Linked DNA regions of Drosophila melanogaster: region 2 is linked to region 1. Evidence: chromatin contacts called from public Hi-C data. All regions are on one chromosome and are shown on one strand. Each heading gives the region's core, a stretch centred on a gene start, on an enhancer-like site or on the middle of the called end of the contact. The rest is flanking DNA. Distances are from core to core; before and after follow the strand shown. Region 1 holds the start of Vta1 (Vesicle trafficking 1). Region 2 holds the start of syd (sunday driver).

Region 1 (5,834 bases), core at 1,008-3,507:
GCACATTCCTCTGCGGGTGTTTCTGGGCATGATTAATTATATCCTCGTATTCGATTTCCTCTCGATTTCAGCGCACAGAGTACGTGAAGTATGCCAAAGTGTTCCCACTAACGGCGCTCTTCGGAGTGAAGATACCCTCGAAATGGTACCGCCGCACCGTTGGCATCCTGGAGATCGTCTGCGGCCTGGCCATGGCGCTGATTCCCTATCGTAAGTGTATGGACTTATTAATACGGCGCATCAGTCGGAGTAATCACTACTTACCCACAGATAAGGTCAAAAACACGGCCAACGTTACGCTGCTGGTGTTGATGCTCCTGGGCATCTACCAGCACTGGATGGTCAGTGATCCGTTCGAGCGCTCCGGTCCGGCGCTGGTCTTCACCTTCATGCTGGGCGGACGCCTGGTGGTCTGGTACCAGACCGCCCGCCTCCAGGACGAGGCCACGACGGCAGCGCAGCCTGCTGCGAACGGCGTAAAGCAGGACTAGGTGCCTGCTACCGGTGCATCACGTACTCATAGTCATTCACTGATCCAGCTTTGTTTTAGCACCTTAAGTTGGGCTCGAGATGGCGCGCCCTGTCTGCGGGTCTCAAATTCATTCACATCATTCTAGCAAATCGAAATTCATGTTTTCACTTTGGTGCCAAATTATTATCGTATACAGAACTACTATATTGTATGCAATGGCGAGAGATATTAACTAAACTGTAGACGCGACCAGATCAAACCAGAATGTAATCAAATCCTCTTCGTAACGGGCACTTAGTCGGAACCATTTAAATTACGACTTTAGAAACAATTTTAATAAATTTGAACAACTCATACATATTTAAAATTAATAATCCAACGTCAGTCAATCTGAATTTCGTTTTACTTTCGTCCTCAAACGAGCGATTAGCAGGAGATTATGCGGCATTATACTGGTGCTCTAAGCTATAACTGTGCCAAGGAAGCGATTCCTAAATACGTGTGAATGTGGATGTGTACGCCCTACTCGGACCCGGTGCTCAGCAGCTTCAGGGCCTTCTGCAGGTTCTCGATGGCTGTCTTGACGTCGTCGTAGTTGAGGGCACTGCCGGCGTACTTGCAATACTTCTGGGCGGTAATCATTTGGTCGGGAGTGATTTGCACCCCGGCCACGGGCACAATGGGCTGGTAAATGGTGGCCGCCGTGGCCGGATTAGGCTGAGCTGTGGGCACGTAGGGCACAAAGCCGCCCGGCTTCTCCTCGTCCACCGGTGGACTGGGCAATTTGTTCGGGTTGTTCAGCACCTCCTCGGCGGTGGGAGGGACCACTCCGGAAGTTGTCGGTGATGATGGAGCTGGTGGCTGTGAGTCAGGCTCCGGCTGGTAGGGCGCTGGAGCAGCTGCTCCCGCGGCGTCCTCCGGCGATGTGTCTGCCGAGGCGTTGGCATTCTCCCCCTCGAGCTCCGCCTCATCGTCGTCGTCTGGCAAGGGGCCGGGAATCGGTGTCTCACCGTTCTTCAGGCAATTGTGGATGTAGGCGGCCTTCCACTTGGCGTACTTCCTGTTGTGCAGCGCCTCTTCGCTCAGTTCACCGAAGGTCTGGAGAATGTCGTAGAGCACACCACTGGAGTAGAAGGCCTTAACGACGTTTCTGCGAAGAAGCACAATCTTATGAATCAGGAAAATCGATTCAGGGTATTTCTACGAAGGGAACGCACTTTCCGAAGTTCTCCTCGCGATCCTGTTTGTCGGCGTACAGGAATAGTTTCAAGGCGTAGTTCTCGATGTGTGCCTGGGCAGCCACCTCGTTGGTGATGGCCTCGTTCTCAGCATACTGTTTCTTCATCTGCTCCAGCCAGTCCATGATGCCTGGCGGTCGTAGGGAAAACCAAAACAAAACAAACCACGGATGAGTCATAGGCTGGTAATATGCGTATCGGATTTTTCACTCACCCAGCAGCAGTTTGGTTTCTTCACCCGTTTGGGTGGAGGCTTTGAGGCCCACCTGGAGAGCACTGGATTCGGAAGATGAGTAAATACGGGCAAAACAAGAAAAACTAATCTGTAGATACTCACTAGAGTCTCGCCCAGTAGGCGATGACCACATCCCGGGTATCATGTTCCTGGGCCAGCTTCAGAAAGTGTTGGATGGACTTCAGCGAGGGAGGACAAGGCGGAAACTCCATCGTGGTGGAAAGAGGGCTTAATCTTTAGTTCTATGCTTAATTACGGATCTGGAAAATTATGCCGACAACAATGGAAATGACGAGCACGCAGAGTGACCAGATATCGCAGTTTCTCGAATGCCATGGAACCACCCCAGTTCCAAACTCTGGAACTAGCGAAATACTAAAGTTTGTACCTTCGGCTAAAGTTGTTGGTTCGGCGCTCAGTTGCGAATCTGCGACCAAAACGTTTGGAGTTTCTCAGGTAAGCACTGGACTCTGGGAACTGGTTTTCGCTGTTATCAGTGCGACCAGTTGCACTTTGCACTTTGACCTGCATCCTTCACACCAGTCACATTCCAGGCACATCTCTGCACCACCGGCAACATGGTTCTCTCCAAGCCCCTGTACTCGCTCTTCGGCACTTATCTGGAGCAGCTCTTCAACCACCCGGTCCGCACCAAATCCATTACGGCGTAAGTACACTATTCGCCTTATCATCCGGTTCGCCTCACCCACCGGCTGCTCCTTACTGCAGATGCGTTCTGGCCACCTCGGCTAATGTCACCTCCCAGCGTTTGGCGGGCGCCAAGACCCTCAACCAGCAGAGCGTATTCGCCTACGGACTCTTTGGACTGATCTTCGGCGGTAGTGTGCCGCACTACTTCTACACGACGGTGGAGCGACTCTTCAGCCAGGATGTGCGCTTCCGAAGATTCTTCCTGTTCCTGTCCGAGCGACTGGTCTATGCTCCGATTTACCAGGCACTGTCCCTGTTCTTCTTGGCCCTGTTCGAGGTGAGAATCCATAATCCGCAATCTCAGTTCCTAGAACTATAATTTGTAATCCCTTACAGGGCAAGTCTCCCAGCACTGCATTGAAGAATGTTGAGAAGCTCTACTGGCCTCTGCTGAAGGCCAACTGGCAGTACCTGTCCGTGTTCGTGTACCTCAACTTCGCCTACGTGCCCCCGATGTTCCGGTCCATCAGCATGGCCATCATCTCCTTCATCTGGGTGGTGTACATCGCCCAGAAGCGTCGCCGCTTCCAGGACAAGCTGGCCGCCAAAGAGGCAGCCAAATAGGCTATACGACCCTTAAACCCTGTGGTAGTCGTCTTGGCCTAATATTCCAATTACTGCTTAGATTACGGCTGAACTGCTTCAAGTTCTTTATCTTCCCGCGTTCCGGCGGATTGCAAAAAGTCCGTGTGTATTTGAACACTTTAGATAAGCTAAAACTAACTGGAGGGGCGCCTTATCAACCGACTGTTGTTATACCTTAAACCCTAAATTTTGTAAACTTTTCTTACCAAAATAAACTAATATACAATGTATAAGATATCTAGATATCCATGGCCAAATTTGGCCAACAGAAATGCTTAACAAGTAGCGACAATCGTCGATCTAACATCCCATTTCCATTGCGCACAATGGATCCCAATTTGAGAAATTCCAAGGCAACCTTTTGAGATGCAACAAATAATGTCTGTTTTTTTTTTATTAAAACGCAGCTTAGAACTAGCAAATAATCGAGCAAAGGCTTACAAACGAGAATTATTGGCTTTTTATCGGCGCTACAATATAATTTCGCTAGTAAATTCATGGGCAGATGACTAACTTAGGGCTACGGAATGCAGTGTAAAACAAGTTAAATGCGCATAACAACTATCTTAAAACTAGGATTCTGACTAGAGGAGGTGACTACGATGATGGTGATGATTGTGGGGGGCACCTGTGCCTCAAGACTCGCCGCACATCCTGCGCAGCGACGCGGTTAACACTCAGAAGGCGGCCATCGACGGACTCCGGCTGTTGCGCAGGGGCGTGAGAAGGGGCGTGGCAGGACTGCTGGCGCGGCTAAAGCAACTGGAGCAGCAACTAGAGGCATCCTCCACCTCGCCCTCGGCGTTCGCCTTGTGGTGATAGGGAATCGGTCGCTTGCGAGCGCTGAAAGCATAATGAATAGATTAGTATGGGATTCGTGTAGCAAGCTTAAAAACCAAAGGGCAAATATGAAAGTAACTCACCAAACTGAAAATCGTAAGGAATAGAAAAGCAGTGGCTAAAAATCAAACAAAAGAAATCCTATAAAACCATATAATCGGTAAAGTGACAAAGTTTATTTGCGGCTTGGCTAAATTACGAAAAATCAGGATGACACACAATTTGATAGCTACAAATATATAAAAGAAGATTGGCGAGTAGTTAAGATAATCAAATTATAAGTAGTTCCTGAGTCAGCTGAAAAAATAAAACCATTTAGAAGAAATCAAGAGTTCGTGCTGTATAAATAAGGTGTAAAATTATTGTAACTCAATCGTGTAATGGATATAAGCAGTCACTAGCGTCTTGTGCTGCGCGGCGATCGACGGCTACGAAATAAAATGTAAAGAACAAATAAAATGTAAAAGAAAACGATTATTCAAAGAAATAATGAGGTCAACCAAGGCGGGGCAGGAATCCTGCCAAGTTACCTCGTTATGCGACGTCTGTCCAGAAAGCTTGGCGAGCCGCGACGCCTTGGGATGGAGGGCGATCGAGAGCCGGACTGTGATGATCCGGAGCCGCTGCCGGAGGAGGAGCTGCCCGAGCTGCTGTTCGTGGAGCAGCTGGTGCGGGAGGAGTGCGACCCAGACCTTGAGCTGTGCGATCCGCTGCGACTGCTGGACGAGCTGTACCGCCTACGAAGAGGGATAAGATTTAGCATTAGTCTACATTTAGAAACTTGCTCAGCCAAGTACTTACGATCTCGACTCGCTGCTGGAGTCATGTCGATGATGGCTGGTGCTGGTGCGCCTCTTGCTGCGACTACGACGCTCGCGACTGCGGCTCCTACGGGCCGCACTCTCCGCCGCCGCCACGGTGGCCGTGGATACCTTGGAGACGATAGCATCCACCAGTGAGCTGTCCGCGAGCGCCGCGACTAGAGGCTGTGGATCGTGAATTTTGAAGGGTTTTATAACGATTTTCGGTTTTTGTTGGTGTTGATGGTGATGATGAAGGTAGCTAATACTATTGGCGGCCACAGCCGCAGCCGCTGCCGCCGCATTGAAGCTAATGGGCCCGCCACCACCCCGGACATGCGACGGATGGCCCAACAGCGGAGCACCTGGCCCACTCATGCCCACACCAGCTCCCGTCAGGGACAGCAGTCCCGGATGGCGCTGTCCATGGCCGAAGAGAGCCGAGTTGTAGACCAAGCCACGAGCCAGGTGGTGCGCCTGCTGCTGCTGCAGGCTGTGCTGGTGGTTTTTGCAGATGTTGTAGTGTGTGGCGGTTAGAAGGGGACCGTGGTTGAGGCGGTTTGTGGTGCGATTGTATGTGCCCGGAGTACCCGCCAGAAACGGGAGCATGGCCGCGTTGTTGTTGTTCCCGCCGCTATTGCTACTGTTGGAATTCGAATGAGGTACCCCGCCACCACCACATGCATGAGGGTTGTTAGTACTATGTCTACTGTTAGGGTTATTGTTCAGCGTGCGGTTGTGGAAGATACGCTTCCCCGGCGGATGCTGGTGATGTTGCTGCTGCTGCGAGTGGTGATGCATATGCTGTGGAGGCGGCCTGTTGTGGTGCACGTGGTTCTTGTGAACCAATGTCGGACTCTTTGCGTCGCCATTCGCCGTCACTTGGGGCGTCTTGCAAATGGGCGGTGTGCTAGTGTCCCTTTTTTTGACCGTATCCTCCACAGGCACAGACA
Region 2 (5,834 bases), core at 2,490-4,989, 6.3 Mb after region 1:
TCGGTGGCAGCTCCACGCTCTAACGTTCCACTGAGATTGTCCAGCTCGTTCTGCAGCGAGGGCGGACCAGAGTCATCCGACTGGCTGCCCACACTGCAAATGGTCTCCGTGTCCAGCATCACCGAATTCTCCAGCGAGGCGAAGCCATAGGAAACGGGTCCCGAGCTGCGGGCCACAGGATTCAGTCTCGCTCGGCTCACATCCATGCGTTCGGAGGCTGTGCTCATTTGTGAGTGCGTTGAGCCCATTAGCATCTTGGTGCGCTCCATGTAGTCCACATGGTTCTTGAACAGCTCTGTGTACCGCTCGTGCAGTTTGTTATACTCCTGAGTTGGTTAGATAAACAAGCAAAACATTTACTGTCTGTACTATGGCTTTTGAATTATTGGGGTTTACCTTCTTGAGATCCGCCTCCCGCTCTTCCAAACGACTGGCGTGCTCCAGACTGTTCTTGTGCTTCAGTTCCAGCATTCGCACAATGCTCTCCACCGATTCCAGGCGCGTGGCCAGCTCCTTGTTCTCCTGCTCGGCCAGATCCTCGGCTTCCAATAGCTGGTGGCATATAATTTATTGAATTTAATCCAATGACTTGATTAGGCTCCAACCAATTTGCTCACCTTCTGTTCGGACTGCTTGCGGGCGCTCTTTTCCCGCTCATATTGTGTCACCAGCTGCTCGTTGTCCTCACGCAGCAGCTCCACCTCCACGTCCTGCTCCTGATTGATGCGATAGGAGGCATCTAGGCACTCCAGCACGTTCACGAGCAGCGGCATCAGGTTCTTCACCACATCCTCGTCATAGCGATTGATCATCCGCTCAAATTCCTGATAAATACTGCCCGCCAGTTGTTGGACCTGAAAGAGGAATTGCATCAGTTGATTTGTGCTTCGTTTTTGGGGCATCAAAGGGACAACAAAGTGCAATTGATTAGTAGAGGTGGGACAGAAACTGTAGAAACCTTTACATAAATATAGGTTTAATTTTTCTAGGGTATTTCACTTTCAAAGAGGGTTTTATTTACTCAAGAACCAACATATTCACACAAACATAGTATCAAGTAGAGATAGTAAGAAACATTAAGTCGTTTAACATAATTGCGATATGTGGCCGCAGTTTATGTGAATGAAAGACGCATGCATTTTGTTATAAAACAAAGTAAAGAAACTCAATTATTTCCGGTAAATTAAAGAACCGAGAAAGGTTAAGGTTGACACCTTCTCAGCTTTTAATTGTTGGTTAAAAACAAATGCGAAGCGTGCAAAATGGTACTCAACTAAATGGTTTAAACAATTATATATCGTGCATTTACGTATTAAGATGTGTGCAAGAAAAAAAAAGATTATAGGAGAGAAAATAAATAGACCACAAACGAAAAATTTTGATAACTCACGATGCTGACAACCTGTTCATTCTGAAAGAGAAAGAAAAGAACAAAAACATGGTGTAAAGGACACATAAAAAACAAAATTTTCAACAAATTGATTAAATGAAAAATGTGCAAATAAAACCCGTCTTATGAATAAGTACATGATGAATGAGTGAGGTTGGTGCAAAATTATTTACGATAAATGTGTTAAATAAGATAATAAAATAAAAAGATATACCATGCGTTTTCACGTATTTAAATGATTTTAATTGGAGTTTAATTTAGTTTTTAAGTTTTACACGGCATTTCTTGGCATTTACATTGCAAGAGACGGTAATTCTCTAATAAAAACCCGTCAACCGCCCAAGGTTGGGCCAACCTATAAGGCCAACTAGCTAAAGTATTCAAACATTTTTGGTCAGACTTGTTTCACAAATGGTTTCTGCGCTCGTTGGGCTAAAAAACAAGTTTTTATCGGCGTGTCAGCAATGCTTCCCGCTTCAAAGTGCCTGTTTGAACTCATTACTCAATTAACAGGTAGCTTATCAGCCGCCCATGTGCGCCAAGAACTATGAATTGGGGAACCTGATGAGCTCATTTCGTGGTGAGGATAGCGAAATAACACTTATATGAGTACGAAATTGAGAGGGAAGGCCCCCTGATTTGATTTGCATAGACCGATTAAAGCTAGCGAAGCTGATAAAGTGCAAAATCAATCGGGGAATTGGGGTGAAAATTAAAAATAGACCAGACTGTAGATGGGGCAGTTGAGGAATCCAATATACTATATACATATATGGAGTTTTAAGGCTATAAAAATCGATAAGCTTTTATGGTGTCATACCATTTTATTGAACTGATTTTGAAAAAGTTGTTGAACCTAAAAATACCTATACTTTATGGTTATAAATAATTATAAACGCCAAAACTATAATTATTGTGTTTGATGTTCTAGAATTTCTATAGCTTATCAGATAAGAGATGTTTAACAAAATTTATGACATGGTATTTCTTTCTCTGCAGAATATTGCGTGAGGTGGTCATAAAATTTGAGGGCCAACTGACTGACTTTATTGATTTCTGGTCCCCGGCTTCTTACCCTTCTTTTGCTCTCTAACTCTCTTTTTCTACCCATTTTTGGCTACTATTTTTCGCCAGCTTTAATGTCAATGACCACAGACGTCAGCTGATGCATAATAAACAATTGTTGGCTGCGTTTTTACATAATTAAGGGTATATAAACAAGAAAGAGATACGAAGAGAGCAAGAATGATGTGCAAAGAAAGCATATTTCTGCGATTGTATTTCCGCTTGGAACACTTTTATAGCCTCATTATCTCGTGTTTGTGTTACTTGTACGATACGAGTGGGTCTGAATGTGGATGGTAAGGAGCAGAGAACCAGAACAGATTAAACCTACTTATTGTGCGTTATCAAATTTAAGGGAGAATCAGAAACGCCCGTATGATTCAGTGAATAGTATAAATTAGTCAATGGTATCACAGTGAATTTTCCTGGCTATAAACTATCAATGGACTGCTATTGAAACTTAAGACTATTCCCATTCCGAGTGATCTGGTTACTTCTCAGTGGGACAAGATGAAAGAGGGCTTTTGTGGATGGACTATTACCTTCTCCGACATGACCATGTTGTTGTCCTCGGTACCGTAGACAGTTTCAGCTCCGGACTGTGGTCCTCCATTGTTGAGCAGTGCATCATCGTTGTCCATCATGATGAATGGTGTTTGGGTGGATCGGAGGATCTCTTTATTTATAAAGGAGGTGTGCTCTCTACTCTTTAGGAAGGGCGAGGGGCGGTAGGGTGCTGCACTTGACTGCTGTTGATGGGTCGTACGTCACGCGTTAACCGTTATGCAGGCAATGGCTTTTCAACCCCACCAGAATAACAACACGGTAGATGGGGAAGAAAAGAGGGAGAAAAAGAGAGAGAGACTCCCACACACACGCACACACCACACACAGACACTTGACTTTTTGATGATTTGTGAGATTATATTTATATTTTGAACAGATCTCTAGTATATTTAAATAAACTGCACTTTAGCTGGCTTCTGCGTGTCACTTATTATTTGCGTTTTCGTTTTGCGCCCCTCTTTCTTCTCTTTCACATCCATTCACAATATTTGATTGACTAGATTTCATCGTTTTTCGCGTTTGCTTTTCGATGTATTTTCAGCAATGTTACTCGCGAATTTCACTGCCGACGCCTTCGCGGCCATCCGTTGCTTACGATTGAGCACTAAATTTAAGCGAATCAGTGGTTTTTCACACCATTTTTGCAATAAATATTGAAACACTTTGCAGCGCAGCTACGATGTGTGGGTGGGTGTGAACGTGTTACCCTGAAAATACCGATCACCTTGCATTGGCGAAGTGGTATTTTTAACTAGGTGTTTTACGGTCGCACTTAAGTAATGTTTAGCAAATTATTACACCGTAACTTACTAAAATTAATTATATTTATTTCTAATATTTTCGATTTATGTAAAGTTTAAATTTAGAAAGGCCCTTGTTTGAAAAACCGTCAGCAAATATTTGAAAAATACTAAGACATTCACAATGGGGTGTTCAGCTGTTGAGCTATTCGTTATCGAATAGTTTTGGCTTGTTGGTTTGGTATTTTTTCGATAGCTTCAACGTCACGCCGTCCAGTTGCTGTTGTTGTTTTTAATAATTTCGCCTGGATTTCCATTTGTTTAAATAAAAAATGGTTTTTGTAAAGAACTGGGATGATTTCGAGATTGCCGTCGAGAACATGTACTTGGCCAATCCACAGAACTGTCGACTTACCATGAAATACGCGCACTCCAAGGGCCACATTCTGCTAAAAATGACGGACAACGTTAAGGTTTGCACCCAATTCCATTATCAGTGCAAAACACATTTTTAAATTTTTACTTCATTAAACCACAGTGTGTGCAGTACAAAGCGGAGAACATGCCGGATCTCAGAAAAATCGAGAAGATCACCAGCAACTTGGTGGGACACATGGCGTCCAAGGAATAGAACGCAGAAAAACAGAAACTTTTTGGCCACGGCGACACTTCTGCCCAGGAACAACAACAAAGATCATAGCACATGCATGAGCATATGAATCGGCCACGAATGTTGTTGTTGCTTCGCCGGAGCAGGTGTGTGCTTGTGTGTGTGCCATCAACACCCGCATTGAATTTAGTTTTTAAGCACCAAAAAAGCCGCCGAGTTTTTGACATTCGAATGTGGCGATCAGAGTAGCTGCTGCATTTAGCCTGCTTTTAAACGACATTTTATAAATGTCTGCTCTGTACACGTTGCGAATGAACTGCGGATGGAATCATCATCATCATTACTTCTCTTCTGGTGGTCCAAATCCCCATCTGCAGGCAGCGGCGGCGGTGCAAAATGTTTTTCATAATGTTAACCATACGGTTTTGTATTTATCGTAAGAGTCAATCGGTCTTTCAACACATTTCCATGAAACGATTAGCATGAAATAAATCAAGGGAGAACTGAAAAATGCAACGAGACTAATCAATCTTTTGGTGTTTTTATCATTAATTTGGTTTAAAAACCCCATTTTATATATATCTAGATCAATCAATCTATTCCAAAATTAAGTTTCCAATAGGTAATGCAACCAAACCTGCCATATTTTTCACATAAAAGAATATTTTATTCGTTCTAAGTATTACTCATGTTACCTGAAATGGATGTAATTTCTTTCGGAGCATATCAAAAGAATTTATTAATATTTCCAGCACAAGAAGAGGGAGTAGTTGGCATTCGGAGACGTTTTCCGAAGAACTCTTAATTGCCTAACCATTAAAGCGATTAAACAGCCCGAGCAAACAGTTAACAAGCCACCTGAAAGCAGGAGGAGGAACCGAAGAACCACCGATGGGAACTGGAAATGGACAGCGGAATGGGATGCTGGCTCACTTAATAATCCGAGAGCAAATATTGGTTATTTGCCTGCGAGAGGCACTCGAGTTTATTTGCCGCAGGAGATTGACAGCAGCCCGCCGCAAAAGATTGATGGAACGACTGGAACCGCTGGCCACTGGATTGGACAATTGGACACTCGGACATTGGGACACTGGACGATCGGTAGTCCACAAGTGTTTGCTGAGAATGCAGAATGCACTCCGTTTGAGGTGGGATCTATCTACATACATACCTGTTGAACGGGAGGCAACTCAGTAGCCACCTTGGATTAAGTCGAAGCGTTTGCTTGACCCACAGAGATCCGCTCGAGCGGACCTTTTGATCAGCCCTCCACCAACCCTACAGTTGCAGCTCAAGCGGACTCCATCTCACTTGGCCATTCTGGTCATTCGATTGAAGAAACCGTCAGTTTCCGGCAGCAATATGCATAGCTCCACGACAAGCTCATTTGGCTTCTGTTTGAAGGAGACGCAGATGATGACATTGGCTGGCGGAGATCGCTGGCGATCCTCTGCCCAACCCA

The links. Hi-C and Micro-C count contacts between places; a contact is called where the count stands out from the background.
Region 2: a contact with region 1 is called in a Hi-C map of the Kc167 cell line, with 2.7 times the contacts expected there. The contact joins the promoter of syd here to the promoter of Vta1 in region 1. A contact is called at or near these places in 2 of 107 Hi-C or Micro-C datasets (the Kc167 cell line and embryo).

The regions. Positions count from the first base shown.
Region 1 is chr3L:1,650,643-1,656,476 of dm6, forward strand. It overlaps Vta1 (Vesicle trafficking 1), which reads right to left and starts at 2,258. Exons shown (of 4, transcript NM_139383.2): 1 at 2,048-2,258; 2 at 1,925-1,986; 3 at 1,690-1,840; 4 at 790-1,622. The coding sequence starts at 2,157. The coding sequence ends at 995. It overlaps CG7970, which reads left to right and starts at 2,108. Exons shown (of 4, transcript NM_001316449.1): 1 at 2,108-2,401; 2 at 2,500-2,612; 3 at 2,675-2,933; 4 at 2,993-3,596. The coding sequence starts at 2,234. The coding sequence ends at 3,220. It overlaps CG13920, which reads left to right. Exons shown (of 3, transcript NM_001299973.1): 2 at 72-210; 3 at 271-859. The coding sequence ends at 491. Srrm234 (Serine-arginine repetitive matrix 2/3/4) reads right to left here. Exons shown (of 11, transcript NM_167909.4): 9 at 4,883-5,067; 10 at 4,612-4,818; 11 at 3,605-4,084. The coding sequence ends at 3,919.
Region 2 is chr3L:7,932,381-7,938,214 of dm6, forward strand. syd (sunday driver) reads right to left here and starts at 3,740. Exons shown (of 14, transcript NM_001300046.1): 1 at 2,998-3,740; 2 at 618-854; 3 at 397-552; 4 at 1-326. The coding sequence starts at 3,099. It overlaps Srp9 (Signal recognition particle 9), which reads left to right and starts at 3,993. Exons shown (of 2, transcript NM_139906.3): 1 at 3,993-4,235; 2 at 4,301-4,878. The coding sequence starts at 4,095. The coding sequence ends at 4,393.